Regions from separate parts of the Mus musculus genome. Here regions 2, 3 and 4 are each linked to region 1. A link is a contact called in public promoter capture Hi-C data. All regions are on one chromosome and are shown on one strand. Each heading gives the region's core, a stretch centred on a gene start, on an enhancer-like site or on the middle of the called end of the contact. The rest is flanking DNA. Distances are from core to core; before and after follow the strand shown.

Region 1 (3,742 bases), core at 579-3,078:
TGCAGAATTTTAAACTATAAATCATGTCTAGATTTTACACTTAATATTTCCCAGCCACGGTTTACCACTGAACAAATGGCTTGAAACAGAAACCTCAGGTAGATGTCCAGAGGAGCCTATTGCTGTGTGCTGATACATCAGCATCATTCCCAACTTTAAACCCTTATTTCTTTACTACATTTTAAAATCTAGTGCTTTATGTGTCTTGCCTTGCGAACTACCTCACATATTTCCTACCGAAGTGTTGACTTAAATAAGCCAGCATATTGACTGTGCTGTGGTTTGCCCTTATACTTTATTAGAAGACCAACAAAAGGTTGTAGTTTAGTGAACATCTGACACTTGACAGAAGTTCTGCTCTTCTTGACCCAGATTGTCTTCCCTGAGATAAAACGAGAACCAATTATCAGTGTTGATTGTGCCAGTGCGAAGAAGATGGAGAATGCATCCTGGATCCCCTCCCTCCCTCCCTCCCTCTGGGAGCATACAGATTTAATTGTTGAGTTGAAACTATGTGAACAAAACCACAACCCATGAAAAACTATTATTAATGGAAATGATAATGGGGCCTTTACGTATCATAAGTCAAAAGTATAGATAGAAGGGAGGTGTTGCCGGAAATTAGATTTTTAAAAAGAATCGACAATCCCTAAGGCAAATCAAGACTATTTGACCAGGTGGTGGCTTGGAAACGTTCTTAGAGCAACAACAGTGCACATATGTGTGTGGTTGTTGTTGATTGCCTTTGAAACAAGGTCTCACTAAGTTTCTTCATCCTCTGGAGTAGCTGGGGCCAGGTTCTGACTTATCTTTTAAAAATAATATACAATCTCCCATTTAGTGAGGTGAAATTCCAGGTGGTAAGGGCAAGAGGCTTCTTGAAGGGGACGCGGCAGATCTGGAGGAGGTATGGAGGACACCTGGACAGACACAGTTGGTAAGTGCTGGAGGAGGTAGGGAAGAGCAAAGGGTGGTGCTGGCATTAGTGGCATGCCGGGAACATTTTCCGAAACCAAATGTTGCTGGGGCTATGATACAAATACATTAAAGAAGAACGGAAAACATGTTCTATGATATTAAGACCTTTAGTTCTATGGAAAAGTGATTTTTGTCTAGGCCGTTTTAACATTTTCATCCCCTGTAACTAATGCTAACTCAATTGGCCTCCTCTTTCCATATCCCCAAATGTTGGAATACAGGAACGCTTTCTGCCACCTCGCTCGCTCAGCGTGTGGCCATTCCCATGTAGGGATCTTGGAATATATGTTTTTCCTAACAGATGCACAAAAATTACCAACCCACATGAGAATCACCTTTTCTTCCTCTTGGCCTGATTGATTCCAGGTTTGTAAGCAAACACTAAGCTGGTGAGCAGTCCTTAATTAGGAGATGTTGTTATATTTTCCTAAGCAATGGATCTTGACCAGGGGGGTAAGCTCTTTGAGGATGAAGAATTTGTAAACGAGGTCTAGGATGCAGCTATAAAGTCTTTTTCTCTAGAGCTGAGAGGGCGAAGGGTGCCCGGGCCGGGCCTGGGATTGGTCCTTTGTGGTAATAATGCAGCTTGAGGTTGGAAGGAAGAGTGGAAGCAGCCTGAGAGCAGCAGGGTTGCAGTCCGGGCTAGCCTGAGGCACACACGGTGCAGGCTGCAGGCTGTCCCACTCACACCGCCCACGGAAGAGAAAGAACCCAGGTCAGCCAGCCACTGCAGCGGGCTCGTCTCCGAGGGCGGGAGGCAGTGCGCGCGCGGGCGGGCGGGCGGGCAAGCGGGCGGAGGCAGCCAACGGCGGAGGCGCCCACTCCCCCGGTCCCTGTGCCCCGCCGCTCGTCTCCCGCCGCCGCCGGGCGCCCGCGCGCTCGGCTCTTTCCGCCGCCGCGCGCTGCCCCGTGCGCTCCGGCACCTTCGGCAATTTCCGTCGGGCCCTGGCCGCCATTTTCTCGCCGCTTGTGTGGCTCGCTGGCTGCGTGGCTCGGTTCTTGGGAGCGAAGCTTTGTCCGGTTCGGCAATGGACGGGTAGGTACCGGGAGCCCGTGAGGAGATGGGCGAGGGAGAGGAGGCCGGCGAGGCGGCGGCCGGGATCCGGGTCGGGTCGGGTCCCGGGAAGCGGGGCTCGGGCGGCCCCTCCCAGGCCGCGCCGCCGTTACCCAACCCCCGCCCCATCACACACACCCCTCCCCGGGCTTCCCTCGGCCGCTCCGGCTACCGGCTCGAACCGCAGCCGCGGCTGGGAGGCCGGGGAGGCCTCGGGGCTGCTGTGGGGACGCGGGGCGGCCCGACTGCGGGGGATGGGGCGGGAAGCCCGGGGCGGCCCTGCCCCCTCGGGAGCCATGTCGACGCCGCGGGGAGACCCGAACCCTGGGGTGGCGGCGGCGGCGGCGGCGGCGGCGCGGGCGCGAGCGGGCCAAGCCGCGGAGGCCTGTGCGGAGCGCGAAGCCTGAGCGAGGCCCGCCATCCCCGGCCTCGCCCGAAACGCCGCGGCCGGAGCGCCGAGTGGGAGCTGCGGGGAAGGGGAGGGCGCGTGGCGGCGGGAGGGAGGAGGGCACATGTCACACTCCTTTGTTTTCATCCGAGTCTGGGAGCGGGGGCGGGAGGCCATCGGAATGCCTTTACCACCACCACAACGACAACAACAAGAATTCGGGGCTCGGCCCACAGGGCCCAGAAATTAAGCCATAAACAAAACCAAACCCCCATGAAGTGTTGGAGAGGCAGCATCAGTCACATGGGCAAAGGCCACAAGCCACGCAAGGCAGACAACAGATAATCCACACAGGGTTGGCCTTCCCCCGCCCCCTACTTTGATTAGTTTCTGGAGGAAAAAAAAATACAAAAATAAAAACAAACACCCCCCCCCCCACACCAGCCCCCCAAGCAAATATGGAACATGGATCAGAGTCGTGTTGCATCTTTGGAGAGGCTGGGCGTGAAGACCGGAGGATGCTGAGTGAGATGAGAGAGCTGTGAGAAGAAAAGAGGAGGCTCACCAATGTCGCGCCCTTGTTAACTCCACATCCCGAACGACCCAGTTCAACTCATTGTTCAGAGAAGGGGGCCACAGTTCACAGCCCACAGAGAGGAAGGGGCACGAAAAGAGACCCAGTGAACATGAACCTTTATTAAAATTGAGGGTCTGGATTTGACGAGTCTAAGAAAGTAAAATCCGAGTTTATTCAATAGGTTATCAGTCTAGAGTTAGTTATCTGGTGTTTTAGAAGAGATAATAAAAAGGCTTTAAACATCATTGCCACAAATTACCTTAATGGGATATTATTTACCACAGGAAATGTAGCTTTAGACATGTGAATTATCCCCAGACAGTTTTCCAATTTCCAGATTTTGTTTAGGTTACCAAAGAACTCACTCAACGTTGCTGATGTCAGTATATAAGCACGTTAGGAATAGTATAGTGTTTCTGCATTTTCATCTTGCTGTTAAAGGTTCTTAAAAATGATCATAAACTGACTGAAACGTCGAATGGTTCAAAATTATTTCTAAAAAAAAAAAAAAACAAAAAACAAAAACAAAAAACCTCCAGGTAAATAATAGTTAAAAAAAATTATCACTGAGCATCTGTGTATTGCCAGGGCCTGGGTAATTTATAAAAGATCTTAAAAGTTTTAAAGTTAAGCATTGATCATTAGAAGAGTAAGAGGTTGACACTTTTATTTTTTCCTTTACAGAATTGTCACTGAGGTTGCTGTTGGTGTGAAGGTAGGAGATTATGTTTGAAAGTAACGTGGA
Region 2 (3,742 bases), core at 328-2,827, 2.5 Mb before region 1:
CTCGTTTTTCCTCTTGGATATGCAAATTTTGGTGGTTTTGGGCTGTCAGTTTTTTCCCTGAATTTCTGGGGCTGGAATCATCAAAGTCACTGTTGTAAGTTTCACTATCAGAAACATTTGGCATATTTCTCTGAGAAAGTGGTCTTGCTGATAACTGAGTAGCATCTGAGTCCTCTGAACACACAGACATACCCACAATTTGCTTTTTATTTCCTGGTGTAATCTTAGTATCGTTTTTCTCAGCTGGGAACTGTAATTTCTTCTTCACATTCCTGGCTGTTGTTCTCGGCAAGATCTCTAACGATGAAATGCCTGAGCAGGACAACTCAGCATCAGATACAGTTCCCGACTGTGATTCTTGGCTTGAATCTCTTTGAGAATTAGCCTTATTTCTGCTGCTTCTCTCTGTGGAAGGTACAACCATAGAAACCCCTGAAACATGAGACTCTGCTTCAGAAACAACAACTTCATCAGCAGATGCATGCTGAGGGGCTACTTTCTGCCTTTTCCTAACAGTGGACTTTGAGGTGGAAGCAATTACGATCTGCCGTTTCCTAGTTACTCTTACAATGGGCTCTTGGTCCTCTAACACAGAAGTAACCCCAGAAGTGTGGGACTCCGTTTCAGAAGCCTCGTCATCAGAAATAAGCACAATGATCTCCGCTGGGCCTGTGGTTCTGCTGCTGCTGCGTGAGTGCTGTTTCTCAGCAGGCTGCGATTCAGCTGTGCTGCCATCGGATCCCGATTCCTTTGTGCTTTCTAGATGTGTCCCAATTCTCCGAGGAGCAGACCTCTGAAAACCAAAACAAACACAATATAGTGTAGATAGGGCAGGGACAAGGGTAAAGGTGGCATGGCCTAAGGAACAAAACTCAAGAAGGTACAAAACGAAGACAAACTCACGATAAGATATTTCTTTTACTTGCCTCATCCTAGGCTTCAGAAAGCAGAACTAAAAAAACTTTCTCTACTTAAAGAAAGAGGAGGTAAATTTTAAATCATTTATAGAAGCGCAGGGAGGGGGGGGAGTTGAATACTAATTGAGCACGTGTTTAGGAGTGTGTAAGGTAATCCGATACTTGCCTGGATTTCTACAACAGGAAAGGGCTGCTCTATAGCCCTTACCACACAATCTAAAGAGCATAGCACCAGAAGACAACCAGAGGCTCTGAGTGACGCCACCGCCGCCCTTCAGTTGCCGGAGGGGTTAGTGCTCGGCCATGCCAGTCTCTCCACGTGAAAACGGTGCTCCTCCTATCCCCCAAACCAGGCTTGGTCGAGGTGGCGGGCATTAACTTTCCCCGGTACTGTCCTAACAGTAAACTTAAAAGGCCTCGCCTGCGCAGGGCACGCTACCGAAACTCCCGTAAGAGCCCTGAAAGACCCCCAGGTCCGAGCCAGTCCGGCGCAGTACCACGCGCGACCCGCTCGGTTCCTCGTCGCTCTCCTCCGCCCTGCCGAGCCGCTCTGCTCAGCGGCGAGGAGACCCGGAGAACCTGAGACCCAGCTCACCTTCTGCTGGGAGCTTTCTTGGAGCCTGGTCCGGGAGAGCCCGGACCTGGTGACCACCATCTTTCCGACTCCGGATTCCCGGCAGCCAGCGCGGCTTCCTCTGTTCCGACGCTTCGGAAGTGCGTCGAAACAGGAACTCGCTTAGGTTTCCCTGCGGAAACCGCGGCTCGGGAGAATCGTTCCTTCCCCGGCTCCACTGCAGTTCTGGCCAGCGGTCTCCGCCATCGGACTAGTGCGGGTCAGCGGGGGGTGGGGGGGTGGGGTGTGTGTGTTGGGGGGGGGGGGGGGCAAAAGCAGCTCCGCCTCCAGTTCCCAGCTCGTCCGCTGTGCGGTCCTCAGCGAGGAGGACCTCCTCGCCGTTTAACACAAAATGGGAAGTCGCATCATTTACTCTGCTTTCCATCCCCCTCACCCCCCACCCCCGTGCAGTAATTGTGAGATCTTTGGCGTAAGTCTTTACGGAAGCCAAAGGAGACTTTATTTAGTCCTTTTAGAAAACAGTATTTTAATAACTTAATAAATGAGATTCCGATATTTGATTGGGATACAAGGATGTATGTTAAATGCACCCAAGTTTTCGGAGAATAATTAGAAAGCTGTGGGATTTAACTAAAATGTCTCGGGATTTGAAGTACGCCTTTTTTTTTTTTTTTTTTTTTTTTTTTTTTTTTTTTAAATAAAAAAGGTGAAAGACGTTGTGAAGGACGGGGATTAAAGTTTTTTGTTTTTTTACAATGGAAGTAAGAGACTAGCCAGAATCAAAAGAGTTTTAGGATTTTTGTTTTGAGACAAGATCTCTCTACATGGCCCTGGCTGCCCTAGAACTCACTATTTAGACCAGCCTGATCCTGAACTCACAGATATCCATCTGCCTCCCAAGTGTTGGGATCCATGGGCCACAGCACCTGGCTGAGGTGTTTTAGTTTTTGTTTTGTTGGATGAAAGATGGAGAACTAGAATATGTTGAAAGGCTACAAAGGAATCGAGGAGGGGGTAAAGGAATTAGTGTTGGAAGCAAGAAAAAAAAAAGGGGGGGTTCGTTTTCCTTCACTTTTTAACACAAAATTTTTCCTAAAAACCTATCTTTCCATGGATACATTACTTCTACATTAAATTGCTCTCCTTGGAGCCAGGTATACGTAGTAACCAACTTTTGATTGTTAGATGTTGTCTTAAAACACTAGCCTCATGCTTACTTAGTAAAATAGGGTTTTTTTTTGTTTTTGTTTTCCTGGAGAACTGTGGTCTCTGGTTTCCACACAGCCATTGTGTGCCCTGAGGAAACAGCCTATCTTTAGGAGTGAGAGAACAAGAAAGTGAAGAACAAGAAAACGAGTTCCTGCGCATTTGTGGAACTTGAAGACAAGAATCTTCAAGCTCTTGACAGGCTGGGCTTAGTGAAAAACCCTATGACAAGTGCGGGCTGTTACTTTTCAGTTTAGGCTTTAAAGGGTTCTTCTATCTTGTTCTTTCTGGGGGAGGTACTGATCTTCCATGTATTTTTATTATGCATTTTAAAAAAAGATTTATTTATTTATTTATATCAGTACACTGTAGTTGTCTTCAGCCGCACCAGAAGAGGGGGAAGGCATCAGATCTCATTACAGATGGTTGTGAGCCACCATGTGGTTGCTGGGAATTGAACTCAGGACCTCTGGAAGAGCAGTCAGTGCTCTTAACTGCTGAGCCATCTCTCCAGCCCCCTTTATTAGGCATTCTTACTAAATTGTAAGATCTCTACATATTCTGAATATAAGACCTTATCAGATAGGGTCTCTAAATATTTTTACCTATTCTGGGAATTGTCTTTTCATTATCTTCACACTATCTTTTGAAGCACAAATTCAGAAAATTTTGTTCAGTTTTTTATGTTTCAAATATTTGCAAGGTTTTTTTTTTTTTTGTTGTTTTTGTATTTTCTTTAAAAAGCCAAAATAGCAGGGTGGTGGTGCACACCTTTAGTCCCAGGGGTTGAGAGGCAGAGGCAGGTGGATCTCTGGGTTCAAGGACAGCTTGGTCTACATAGTGAGTTCTAGGATAGACAGGGCTACACAGAGAAACTCTGTCTTAATCAATCAACAAGTGAACAAAAGAAGTCACGGAAACAGTTTTAATTTTCATTTGTGTTCATCAGCATATTATTTTGGAATTAATGCTTTTGTGAGGAAGCTTTAAAGTTTTCATTTCCTTGCTTTGTTATGATGCCACTAACACTAAAATAAACAGAAAA
Region 3 (3,742 bases), core at 726-3,225, 2.5 Mb before region 1:
ACGTTGCAAGCTACTGCAGTGTGTTGTGGAGAGATAAGGTGCAAAGGGTACACTGAACCCAGTGCCGGGAGGAGCTACGGCTCTAAGCCAAGATGCAGAGACACCTTTGAGAGAAACAGGCCAAGTGGGCAGTTCAAACAGCGGCCCAACTCAGCTGGAAGCTGAGCACAGGCTGGGCTAGGGAGCTGGTTCCCCAATCTGACCAGTGAAGGCTCTCAACTTACAACGAAGGAGTCCAGGCGCTCTTGTAGAGCCTGCCTCACTAAAAGAGCAGAAGCCCGTCTGTCTCTGACCACTGAGACCGACCTTACAATATGACCTAACTTAGGAAATGTAGCCTTTAACCAGGATTTGTTTACCTTTCTGATGATCCAGTTGATAACAAGCATGTTGTGTGCAGAGTATTTTCATACCCCATCTTTTCCTTACCACAACTACTTGATGAGAGAATATTACTCAAGGTTAAAGTTATAGCCGGGAAAACAGTCTCAAAGTCAAATAGCTCCTAGGTGTAACTGTTTCTTTTTTAAAATGTTTCCATTTATCTTATTTATTTTTTGAGCCAGGACCTCATCACATGGTAGCCCAGGCTGGCCTCGAATTCTACATTCTATTGCCTTAGCCCACTGAGGCTGCGTATTAGAAGAGCCCACCACCATACCCAGCTTATTACTCCCCACACATAATTGCACATCTGTCTTGTTTTGTTGTTTTAAGTAGTATACATGTTCCATATTATCAATACGCCTCTGCAATGAGTTGCACGGTCCATGGAGAACCACTGGCTCAGGAATGGGCCATTAACACAAATATAACACATTTTAATTCTAGATTAATCTGTCACTTCCAACTACACATTAGGTTTTTTGGGGGCGTGGGGGTTGGGGCTGACACTGGGTAGCCCTAGCTGTCCTGGAGTTCAATATACAAACCAGGCTGACCTCGAACTCAGAGATCCTACTGCTATTGCCTCCCTAGGGGCCGGGATTAAAGGCGTGTACCACCTGCCCCTCTTTAATGGTTTTGAAGCAAATACAATGTTAACATCCAGTAAGTTATTTGTCCCAAATCCAAATTCAGTACAATAGAGAAAGCAATGTCAACAATATCAAAGTTAAACCTATTGTTAGTCCATCTACCAAACACTAAACCTTTATCTTTCCTTTACCTTGGCTAAGGGAGAGGGACGGAAGATGAAGACGCGGGGCTGCAGTGGCTCTGTCCAGCCAGACAGGGGACCCGGTGGCCCTCAAGAGTTGTGCGATCAACTCCGACCGGCGGAGGCGCCCCTCGCCCCGCAGTGGCACCTGCCAAGCCGGGATAGTACCCAGCTCACTTCGGTACCTCCGAAGCGGGTCGAGCTCCGGAGAGCCCTGCTTGTCCCCACTTCGAGGAGACCCTCGGCCCCCACCGTGCTCACCTCCTCGCTGTGCGTGGACGGGCACTTTTTTCGCAGGCGGCCCCAGTTGAGCAGGTTCCCGGTCTGCAGGTGCAGGGTGCTGGCCCGCGCCAGGAGCGCCCCGGCCGCGCGGCTGTCGGTGCCCATGGCAGCTGCCGCCGGAGGGGACCGGGTAGCGCCGGAGCCGCGGAGAGATGGCGAGCGGGCGGGCAGGCGGGCGGGCGAGTGGGCAGACGGCTGCCTCGCAGGGCGCGGCGGTGCCCCAGGCCCCAGAGGAGAGCGCGAGGCTGCCGACTCCGCGCGGCCACAGCCCGGTGTGCGCTCGGGCCCGAGGAGGCCGGGCGGCGACGGAGAGGCGGTCCCGGAGGGAGGGAAGGAAGGGAGGGAGGCGCCGGCGCGGACGGTCGCTGCGGCTTCTGCGGCCGCCACCGCCGCCGCCGCTGAAACGAGGGAGCTGTTTCCTGGAAGACAATGACTAAGCAGAAACCTCACCCGAGAAAGTGCTTCGTAACCGTTACTCGTCCCGCGGCGGGCCAGGGGCGGGGCGCAGGCCCGCGGGTGACTGGCCCTCGGCCTGCGGCGGGCGTGGCGCCGGGCGGCCGGGAGCGGGCGGCGCCGCGGGGGAGAACAGCGCGCGGACGTGCGCCCCCTGCCGGCCAGAGCGCGGCGCGCGGCCTACGCCGCCAGCGCCTCGTGAGAGTTGACGGTGCGCCCGGGAGCGCCGCTCAGCCAATGGCCGCCCGCGCTGCGGCCCTGGACACGCCCTCTTCGAGAGGACCGCCGGAGGTCCATCCTCCCAGGCCTTGAGAGCGTGCCTGCTTCTGTGTCTAAGGAGCTGATGCGATGGCGCGAGTGTCTCATTGCCCGCGCCCCGCTCTGTTTTTTAAATTTATTTTTATTTTTTCCTTTTGCTTTGCTTTGCCCAAGAGTCTTTCCCCCAAACTGATCATTCTTCTTCCAGCGTGTTGATTTACCTATTTGCTGGTGCTGTATGAAACCAGAGAGTACAACTTTAATTTTCCCCTTTCAGAAGCCTAATCCTTCGAGAGAAAGGCCTCAGCCCATGAAACATTAAACAATAAAAATACCACGGGGCAGTTAGTTTCCAGGTCAGTTAAGCATAAGGAACAGATGGTAACAGAGAACGTTTTATGATTCACACTTTTACAAGTTGTTCGTGATTCTTCCCCATTCCCACTGGAGATGGCTGGGTATAATAGCAAACTGACCGTTTATTAAAGTTTTACCCAGGAAACAAACTTTTTAACAAACCAGTCAGGTATGTTAGAGCCAGGTGAGATTTTCATTATAAGGCGGCAAAATCTTTTCAAAAGAAACATGAATCTGAGTTGGTAAACTACTAAGAAATAGGAAAGGCTGGAAGATCGTTCCAGAAAAAGTGAGGCTGGTGTTGGGTACATCTTTGTGCACATCCAATGAGCAAGAATCCATGGAGAAGAGGTTTCCCAGGAGCAGCCCCTCACATGGCCTTACTTAAATATAAACAATTGATTCTTCTGATGAATTTTTTATGGTCATTGTTAGACTTTTGATTATATTCTCTTAAAAGTCCATGTAAATATTTGGTTAAAACTTAGTGGTCGCCGGGTGGTGGTGGCACACGCCTTTAATCCCAGCACTTGGGAGGCAGAGGCAGGTGAATCTGTGAATTCATGGCCAGCCTGGTCTACATAGAGAGTCCCAGGACAGCCAGAGCTAGGTAGAGAGACTCTGTCTCAAAACAAACATACAAAAATATTGTTTATTTGTGTGTATGTGTGTTTTCTTCCATGAGTTTATGGGCACCGTTCAGGGCCCCTGGAGGCCACAGGACATCAGATCTGCCGTTGGGTAGGTAGTTGTGATGAGTTACTAAGAGAAGGTATGGTGAGTCCTTAGTTCAGTACTTGGCTTATAATAAATGTTCAGTAAGTGAGAACTACTATTTATGGTGCTGGGGTCGAAGGCTTACACATGCGTTCTGACAGTGGGCATCCCTAGCCCTCAAAATTGTTGTTGTATTCTACTCTCTCCTGTTATAACCTGACTATCACAGGCTGGCACACTCAGGAGTGCACGGAGGACTTCACGTTGTTTCTGAGATGTACATTTGTAGACCCTTTGAGACCACACGTGGTAGCACGCGCCTACAATTCCTCCACTCGGCAGGCTGAGGCAGGATCCTCGGAGGGAGGATCAGGAACCCAGTGTTAGCCTGGGCTGTGGAATGCAAATACCTACTTTAAAACAACCAACGGACAGGTGGGCGGAGGAACCTAAGCGCTGTATTTTAAACTCTTTACTGGTTCATATTACAGGTGATTTAAATTCTTTAATGTGTCT
Region 4 (3,742 bases), core at 674-3,173, 2.0 Mb before region 1:
CTCCCTTCCTTCCTTCCTTCCTCCCTTCCTTCCTTCCTTCCTTCCTTCCTTCCTTCCTTCCTTCCTCTTCCTGCCCCTTAGACTCTTCTATGCTTCTTGAGTAAGGGTATTTTGTAGAATATTTTGTCAGTGAATTATTCTTGCCTTTTTTTTCCTGAATGCTTTGAAATCTATTTTCTTTCTTTCTTTCCTTTTCTCTCTCTCTCTTTCTTTCTCTCTTTTCTTCCTTCCTTCCTTTCTCTTTCTTTTCTTTTCCTTTTTAAGATTTATTTATTTTATGTATATGAGTGCACTGTAGCTGTCTTCAGAAACCTGAAGAGGGCATCAGATCCCATTACAGATGGTTGTGAGCCACCACGGAGTTGCTGGGAATTGAACTCAGGACCTCTGGAAGAGCAGTCAGTGCTTTTAACTGCTGAGCCATCTCTCCAGCCCGAAATCTATTATCCTACAGATGATGTTTTCAATCAGTTTTAGGAACTCTCCTTTCATTATTACAAACTCTTCTCCCCCAAGTTTCCAATGCTTTTATACTGCGCTGCAACTCACTAGTGAAACAATGCCTACCCAAGTCCTCCCACCTGCTAGCAGACTCCTTTGGCCTTAGGGTGTAGCTTTGACGTCATCCTATTTGTCAAGTGTTAAGGAAAAGTTCTAGGAAAATTCTAAATTCTCTTATTGGTATTCTCATAGCACTTAGTTCACTTCTCTAAGCTGACACTTAAACTCATCCATATTTTTCTTCATGTTTTTCTTCTGCACCAGCCTCTGGAGAATAAGGGATTGATTGTTCATACTTGTATTCTCTGTGCCAGGCATACCTAATTACCTAAGTGATTCCCAGGGTAATGGGAAAACACACAAACGGCATATGGAGGATTTGGTACAGGCTCTACTTCTGCGTAACTTAGACTTTTGACGATTGTTGAGCACCTGCACACAGCACACACCACGGTGTGTGGTCTTTGCCATTCTCATAACCATTTAACCATTCACACAGAGAAAACACCTAGGCATCACTGTTTCATTGGTTCCTTTTATGCGTAGGCAACATTTATATATTTTGTGAGGTTTTAGAAGCTTCCTTTCTGACACTTGCTTCTCGACAGTTTCTTAAACTGAAAACAGCCATTCATTAAGTTATTGTGCATGCGCTAGACTAAACGCTAGGGATAACACTTTCTGCATGATAGGGGTGGGACAGGAGAAGAATGCTGTAATCTGTAAAGTTCGTCTGCTTCTGGGAGTAAGGCCAGCATTAATACAACGCACGATTGTTATTTCTGAATGTCCCTTTGCAAAGAACAGAGTTTCTCAAACTTTCTTTGACCAGACCTAACATAAAGAAATACATTTTTTTATCGCCATCCTTGTACATATCTACCAAAAAAGAGTAATTGTTTCTTAAAACTCCTTTTTGTCACGCACTCTGAGCTTTTTCCCACTACATTATTTTTATAAAAAAATTAACAGAGTGGTGGACCCGTCCTCCCAAACCGATTTTACAGAACTAGAGACCTAATCCACGGCGACTTGAAATAAGATTATCTGATTGTAGTCTTTCTTTTCCAGGTCTCCCTTCACTCCTTAAGTTGCAAATATTGACCTTTTTAGTGATGGGGCCGTTCCCCTCCTCCCCCGGCTTCTTTAAGAGGGTGGTACCGACCCATCCAGGGGGTGGCGGAGGGGCAGGGCCCACGGAGTCCGTGGCGCAGGCCCGGCCCGCTCTTCCAGTTCTTGTGAAAGAAAGCTAGGGTGTGTGCAAGCAGAGATCGCAAGGCCGAAGCGTGGGCTGCTGGAGACCGGCGCGGAGGACTAGCGTTGTCTGCCCGCCGCGTTTCCGGCCGAGTCCGCGGGGGTCCGCGCGTGCGCAGAGCGTCCCCCCGGGGAACGACCCTTTCGATCGCCCCGCGCCCGCGCGCGCGCCCGGGAAGCCAAAGTCCACGGTGGGCTCGGCGCGGCGGCGCGCGCCAGGGGGCGTTCCCGCGCGGCCGGCCCCGCCCTCTCTCGGCGCCGAGCTATCCTCCCAGTTTCCCCCGCGGTTCCTGCACTGAGGTTGTCGCCGGCGCGTCCCCTATCCCGCGGCTCGCTCGCCCTGCCGGTGCCATGGCGGCCTTCAGCAAGTACTTGACGGCACGGAACACCTCGCTGGCGGGGGCCGCGTTCCTGCTGCTCTGCCTACTCCATAAGCGGCGTCGCGCCCTCGGCCTGCACGGGTGAGGCTCGCGGCCGCGCCGCCTTCCCCGGGCCCGAGCGGGGAGCTCCGGGCGCGCGCCTTGCCCTTCTCTCCCAGGTCCCGAGCTGCGCGGGTGCCCGCGGAACCGGGCCAGCGGTCCCGGAGCCCTGCGGCCCTCAGCCTGGCGGCCGCCGCGCAATCTCAACACCACGGGAGGGAGGAGGACACGCCGCGTCCCTGCGCCCCCGCGCCCCCTCACCATCTCCCCGTGCATGTCAACTTTATGGGTGCATTCTGGTTTTGCCATCTCATCGCCACTGAACGCTAAGGTTTGCGTTCGTTCGGGATGGGCATTTTACTCGCCAGCTCGACTCCGGAGTAGTGGCGGTGGATAGTAGCCAGGGGCGTTCCTGGGGTTTTCTGGGTCCAGTGGGCACGATTTTCTTCTAAAGCGGTGCCCTCTTTTTCCGGAATTGGTCAGTGAATGCCCTCATTTGGAAAGGTTGAATTGGCTCAGCGGTGTGTGGAGGACAAAGTTTCCTCCGTCGACTTTATAGGTGAAAGGTGAAAGTGTGTTTTAGGTGAAGATCACTTGTTAATTACACCATACAGCTACCTGCCTGGAGAGAATGTTAAAGTTTACTTTGAACTTTTGGGAGATTAGGAAAGAAGGGAGAATTGAGTTCTGGGGGTGGGATTACAGGCACAATTTTAACTTCTTGTCGCCCATTTGATTTCAGCGAGCGACAAAGAAAAGGTTACTTCCTAACTAAGCATTCTTACTAGTGTTTGGATATTTAGTGTCCAATCTTAGAATAATGCTTTCATGCATTTTATTTCATCAACCCTCTGGGTAGGTACTATTTATTGTCTCCTGCTTTTGGTTTGCTCGGACTATCTTATTATTAGAATTTGGCCTAAAATACTAGCAGAGAGCTCCATGTATCCTTTCATGAAGTATTTTCTGTCTTATCTACTTTGACTTGCTCATTGGCTGCAGCATTGGCCCTTCTCTTCCTAAATCAGCTTTACAAAATAATGATATGCCTCTCCTTCACATACTATTCGTCCTTTTTAAGGGTTCTTGGAGGGGGACGATTAATTTGAAATATTTTTCTATTAGATCGTGCCCTTTCTGAACTCTCATTTGGGATTAGAAGTTATCAGTTACTTGGAATGTGCCGATAGAACATAGTAAATGCTTTACATTTAATTACTTGAATTAGTCTTTGTAGGGAAGCGTTTCAGCGCCTAGAGTAGGTATTTTAGTAGTGAGGGAACTTGACTGCTAACAACTCTGACTGATTTAAAAGCAGTTCTCAAGCCGGGCATGGTGGCGCACGCCTTTAATCCCAGCACTCGGGAGGCAGAGGCAGGCGGATTTCTGAGTTCGAGGCCAGCCTGGTCTACAGAGTGAGTTCCAGGACAGCCAGGGCTACACAGAGAAACCCTGTCTCGAAAAAAAAAAAAAAGAAGAAAAAGCAGTTCTCTTTACTGGGACACTGTATACATACAGAAAACAATATGCAGCATAAATGTCAGGTTTGCAGGTAAAAGACACCTGTG

Evidence for each region. Promoter capture Hi-C pulls out the DNA fragments that hold promoters and counts their contacts. Capture Hi-C pulls out chosen DNA fragments and counts their contacts.
Region 2: a contact with region 1 is called in a promoter capture Hi-C map of pre-B cells, with 2.7 times the contacts expected there. The contact joins the promoter of Dnttip2 here to the promoter of Ptbp2 in region 1.
Region 3: a promoter capture Hi-C map of pre-B cells shows a contact between it and region 1, with 9 times the contacts expected there. The contact joins the promoter of Gclm here to the promoter of Ptbp2 in region 1. A contact is called at or near these places in 2 of 39 promoter capture datasets (embryonic stem cells and pre-B cells) and 1 of 484 Hi-C or Micro-C datasets (the G1E-ER4 cell line).
Region 4: a promoter capture Hi-C map of adipose tissue shows a contact between it and region 1, with 2.7 times the contacts expected there. The contact joins the promoter of Abcd3 here to the promoter of Ptbp2 in region 1. A contact is called at or near these places in 2 of 39 promoter capture datasets (hippocampal neurons and pre-B cells) and 1 of 9 other capture datasets (adipose tissue).

What each region holds. Positions count from the first base shown.
Region 1 is chr3:119,781,474-119,785,215 of GRCm38.p6, reverse strand. Ptbp2 (polypyrimidine tract binding protein 2) reads left to right here and starts at 1,828. Exons shown (of 14, transcript NM_001310711.1): 1 at 1,828-2,014; 2 at 3,682-3,712. The coding sequence starts at 2,007.
Region 2 is chr3:122,272,249-122,275,990 of GRCm38.p6, reverse strand. Dnttip2 (deoxynucleotidyltransferase, terminal, interacting protein 2) reads right to left here and starts at 1,577. Exons shown (of 7, transcript NM_153806.1): 1 at 1,513-1,577; 2 at 1-793. The coding sequence starts at 1,572.
Region 3 is chr3:122,243,790-122,247,531 of GRCm38.p6, reverse strand. Gclm (glutamate-cysteine ligase, modifier subunit) reads right to left here and starts at 1,975. Exons shown (of 7, transcript NM_008129.4): 1 at 1,421-1,975. The coding sequence starts at 1,546. It overlaps Gm46822 (a long non-coding RNA gene), which reads left to right and starts at 3,160. Exons shown (of 6, transcript XR_001783970.1): 1 at 3,160-3,661.
Region 4 is chr3:121,813,483-121,817,224 of GRCm38.p6, reverse strand. It overlaps Abcd3 (ATP-binding cassette, sub-family D (ALD), member 3), which reads left to right and starts at 1,923. Exons shown (of 23, transcript NM_008991.3): 1 at 1,923-2,216. The coding sequence starts at 2,107.